2 separate regions of the Arabidopsis thaliana genome follow, and region 1 is linked to region 2. A link is a contact called in public capture Hi-C data. All regions are on one chromosome and are shown on one strand. The core of a region is the stretch at or near the end of the contact, and the rest is flanking DNA. Distances in the headings are between cores, read along the strand shown.

What was found. Capture Hi-C pulls out chosen DNA fragments and counts their contacts.
Region 1: a capture Hi-C map of seedling shows a contact between it and region 2, with 1.7 times the contacts expected there. The contact joins the promoter of BEL1 here to the promoter of AT5G41180 in region 2. A contact is called at or near these places in 1 of 26 Hi-C or Micro-C datasets (rosette leaf) and 1 of 3 other capture datasets (seedling).

What each region holds. Positions count from the first base shown.
Region 1 is chr5:16,578,612-16,581,329 of TAIR10.1, reverse strand. BEL1 (POX (plant homeobox) family protein) reads right to left here and starts at 1,394. Exons shown (of 4, transcript NM_123506.3): 1 at 49-1,394. The coding sequence starts at 906.
Region 2 is chr5:16,482,427-16,485,126 of TAIR10.1, reverse strand. It overlaps AT5G41180 (leucine-rich repeat transmembrane protein kinase family protein), which reads right to left and starts at 1,367. Exons shown (of 13, transcript NM_123483.3): 1 at 986-1,367; 2 at 680-818; 3 at 517-588; 4 at 264-407; 5 at 54-185. The coding sequence starts at 1,082.

The sequences.
Region 1 (2,718 bases), core at 145-2,644, 96 kb before region 2:
GTAAGTTTTGATAGTAGTAATGAAATAATTTCTTGAAAATATATATACCTCTTCGAGCATGGAGAGCAACTTGGCTTTTCTTTTCTGAAGTTCCATGAACTCAAGAGAGTGAAGTGGTGGAACATGTTTCTTTGAAGAAGTAGTCGCAGATTGGTCATGTTGATCATTGTTGCTGTGGTGACTTGTGTCCCACTCTTCTTGTTGTTTACCCTTTTGCTTCTTCTTATGCTTCATCATCATCACTTCTTCATCGCTTTCCTTTACTCCAAGACTGCAAAACTCACTCAGTAGCTCTTGAGCTGGACTCAAATACTTGGAACTCCCAATCTGAAACTGATGATGATTATGATGCTGATGATTGTTATTGTTGTTGTTTTGGTGGTGACTATTCATCATCATCATCATCATCTGCGTGTGTTGGAGATTCTGATGTTGTGTTGATTTATTACCGGAATACCCTTGTTGTTGTTGTTGTTGGGGTCTGAGTTCGAAAGATTGGAGACTGATGCTTGTAGGATTTGAAGAGGAGAGAGAAAGGGAAAGACCTTGGCTTGGTCTTTGTGGTGGTCTCTCATCATTTACTTCACTTGGGAAATCATTATTAACATTGCATAGTCTCATGGCAGATGAAGAATCTTCCAGAAGCTGATTCTGATCAGTACCACCACTTGTCTGATGATGATGATGATGATGATCCGAACCACTTGTCATCCTAATCTGTTGTTGCTTAGAGAAGTCTATCATCATACCCATGTTGGAGTTTGAGCCAAAGATCTGATGATTGTAATGATGATGATCGGTTGGGTTTTGGTTTGTCTCATCAAACCCTTGGATCTGATTAATCATTTGATGTTGTTGCTCTTGATGATGATGGTTATTGTGACCATAGAACTGATCTCTTGCCATGTCTCTCAAGAATTGAAAACCCAAAAAGAAGAGAAGAAAAAAGAAAACTCTTTTTGGGACAAAAACAGAAGTTTCATTAAGATCTACAAGAACCCATCTCCAAGAAAAAGTTAAAAAGAACCAATAAACAAAATAGAAAGGCAAATCTTCTCATACCATGAAAATTACAAAACTTTGTATCAGAACCAAGACAATAGAGATAGCTCCTAAAACCCTACAAGAAAGTAGTTTGCATAAAGATGTGAATTATTTTTCTTCTTATTCTTTAGGTGAAGAGGGAGAGAGAAGAGATTATAGGAGAAGATAGACGAAGAAGAATAAAAGAATTAAACAGAAGAGATATAACAGAGAGAGAGAGAAGAAAAGAGATTGTGTGGCTTCACCTCTCTCTTTGTTTTGTACTTTGACAAAATTTAATTTTTCTTTTAGTATGGGTCTGTAAATTGTACTACAGGCAAAAATAAAGAATTATAAAATGGTAAAATAAAATTAAACCTAGGAAGAGAAAAAATCAGATTGGTATCTCTTCAGAGATCAGAAGACAGGTGATCATGACCCTGCCATAGACTCTATAGCTAGCCATCAATGTTTTAATCTCTCTCTCTATATATATCTATATATATATATATATCACAAGTGGGTCAAAATGCTTTACAATTTTCAAAAGAAATATTAATATTCTTTTTATTTTATTTTTTCCCGCATATAAAATGCCTCACAATTATACATTTAATTTGTGTATTTTGGTATACGTAAGTCATAATGAAATAATGGTTTATATTTTTCTTCTTCTTTGACGTTGAATTATAAATTATTGGTCTGACCAAGAAAATACTACAGGTGTCTACCTCTATTCTTTATTTTCTTCGTTCAATTATTAAGAACCTGCTAATTCGAAAATTTAGTTTACAAAAAAAATCAAAAAGGATGGTACGTACGTACATTGGTCCAAACAGTTTAGAAAAAAAATTGATTGGATAGATAACAAATAATTAAACTGAACTAAAGAAAACAAAAATTAGAGATCCTTTGCCCGGTACACAAACTAATTATACAAGCCATCTTCATATGACATATCTCTACGTTGATTTAATTATTTATTAAACATAATTTAGTATTTAAATGTTCATATATATATATATATATGTATATATGTATTTAGTATTTTGATTTTTATTGCTGAATCCATACGTGTAATCTACGTGTATATGTATTTAGTATGTATGTAGATATGTATACAATATGTTATCTAAGAAAATGATATCAATTTTGGTGTTAGTGTCGTTTGCTAAGCTTATGTAGGCAAATTTTGTTATTAAATGAATATTTTTGGAACTACTTTTTTTTTTGGTGAAAATATTTTTTGGAACTACTTTTTAAACATTTTTATGAAGCATAGCGTATCTCAAGCAATATTTGAACATTGACGATGATTTTTAATTGAAAATAATAATATTCTAAATTTAGCCAACCAGTCACGTGAATGTACAAATTTAACTAGTATTTTGTACAAAAGGTGTCCCTTTCTATACATAAATAATCGTTATATATAATACATGTATGCCTCTGCGGCTCTGCCTATTTTGCTCCTAAAATATATTTTCTTTGTTAAAGAATTATTATCAGGTCTAATTTATAACAGAATTATTTGATGATAAATGAATTTTCAAACAAAGAAGAGAAGTTAAGTTAACTTAAAAAATGAATAACTGTGAAAAAGTTTTGCTCCTAAAATAGTTTTTTTTTTTTTTGGAGAATTAACATACCAATATATATATATATATGTTGGTGTATAGATGGAGAGGTAAGTAA
Region 2 (2,700 bases), core at 118-2,617:
CATAAACATTAAGTTTCCATCTTATGCTACCTTGGACTATTAGCTAAACTCACTTTTTTGATGTTTTCGCGGCAATAGGAATACTTCCTCGAAGCCTATTCCTGCCAATAAGAAGTTCTTTAAGGTGCTTCAAGTTTCCAATCTCTGGAGGTAACTTTCCTATTAAACCATTGGACTGAAGGTTTCTGTGGTGTTAAAGAGACACAAAATGGTTATCTCAGCACATTATCGGATAGATGACATTCTCTTAAAGATTTTCTTACATTGTCTTAATCCTTGACAATTTCCCGATCTCTGCTGGAATCGGTCCTGTCAAATGATTGTTTCCCAGGTCTAAGATCTTGAGTTTCTTTAACTTTCCTATCTCCTTTGGTATTGTCCCCATTAGAATGTTCCCACGCAGGATCCTAAAGAAGCATTCAACACAGAAAAAACAAAGTCATCTAAACATTTACAAACAGTACCAATCATCAAACTTATATCTTCAGGTATTGTCAATATGAATCAAAACCATACAGTTCTTGCAAGTAGGTTATTTGACCAAGTTCTGGCACAAGAAACCCTCTCATCGATGTCCCCGATATATTTCTGCAAGTTTCACAGCATGAAACAGATACCAAATCATCATCATACTAAACATAACTGATTTTACTGATAGAAAGAGATCAAAGTTTCCTACATCTTGATAATGTGATCCTTAGATGGAGAACATTTAATGCCATTCCAATCACAAGGACTCAAATTGGGGACATTCCAATTAGACATAACTAGCAATGGGTCCTTATAAATGGCTTCCTTGAATCTTCTAACTGCTTCAACTGAATACAAAACAGCAAAACATCAAATACTTCTAAATGATCAGTAACAAAACTAAAGTTTCTAACTTTCTAGATCAACTCAATGAGCAAGTGTTAACAGACAGAGGCTAAAAAGACTAAACTTTCTCAGCATCCAAAAATTGGAGAAAATGGAGAAATCAAAATACCTTCTTTAGAGGCAAACGCGTCACAGGAAACAAAGAGGAACCCTAGAACAAGACTCATAAGAGAAAGCTGCATCGTTGAAGATAAGTAAAGTCTCATTCTTTTTTCCTCCTTGCTCAAAGATTTCTTCAAATTCTAGCAAAACCCAGAATTTCTCACATTATAGTCATCACAAAAGACCAAATAATCTCCAGCCTCCAGCCTCCAGGAGACAATTAACAACAATGACAAGAGCTTAAAGAGCAAAGCAAGATTTAGCAGAAAAAGGAAAATGCTTTAATTAATAATATTACGGGTATTTAGCAAAAAAACCATTAAAGAAAAAGAAGTTTCTTAGTAAGTAACAGAGATGGTGACAAAAGAGAGAGACTTGGATTCAAAGACAGTTTTTTTTTTGTTGTTGTTCTATTCTAAACGGAGAAGAAGACATTTTGCTTTTCAATTTTGTCTTTTAGAAAAGAAAGATATCACTTTTATTTAAATATGTGTCCCTATAACTTTGACTAAAATTAAGATTATTCCACATTTAATTAGTAATAGATCCCAATTTTATGTAATGAAATTGTTTTATATTTCTTTCCCATCTAATGCATGTTCACACTTCACAGTAATATCTCTAATTGTAAGCCAGAAATAAATAAATTTATTTAACTGTAATGTGTATTTTGTATACAAGGAAAAATGTATCAACATGCATCTATCTGTGAAACATTTATAGTCAATATATAACCTGCTTAAAATGTGAAAGAAGACAAAATATTATTACATTAAATAAAAACAAAATATATACGTTTCCAATAAATTTTAAGTGTTGGATAAAAAAATGTTAGTGTTGTAGCTATGTCGTAATGTAGATTTCAATTTGATTTATGTCTATATTATGAATTATAGACGATATATATAATAATTAAAATATCATTTTAGACCATTAAACTATTTGAAAAATTTCCATATCACATTAACTCAACTGATGAAAGATTTAACGTTTTGTTTGTTTTTTGTCGGCGATTTCAACTTTGTTTAATAAAAGTCTAACTCATCATTCATTATAGAGGAAAAAAACAGATTTTCAAAAGTGGTTATATTCCTCATAGCCTCCTTTTTATTAATTAGAATTTACAATCATTGTTGGCAAACAAATAAAAGAAAGGTTAACACAAATCACAAGAATTATATTTTCTTCTTTATTTTATTTTTAATATTTTAATTATTATTTTTGCACCTTTTCTTAAACTTTATCATTTAGTTTAATAAAGTAAATTAGGATTGTTTGACAAAAAAAAAAGTAAATTAGGATTAGAATATATAAAAAAGGCCCTACTGTAACTACTCTAGATTTCTTTCTTATTTTTAAATATCACTATCTATTAAAAGTATATTTGTTATTTTTAATAACATGTAATATGCGGTTTTAATTATGTTACAACAATAACATTAACACAAATGAATAGACTATTTGTTACCAATTTATCACCAAATATTTGTAACTCTTTACTGTTTTAAATCTATGTAATGATTATGAAAATCATTTAGTTTAATAGTTGATCAAATGTTTATTTTCTTACAGTCAGTCTGGGATTCGATTTTGTTTCTAAATGAATTATTACAATATGTCTAAATGTTGTATCCAATTATATTTATTCCTGGTGATTCATAACATCGCTTATATATCAACAAAATTAAAGTATTCATATATTTTTAAAAAAATTGTGTGCAA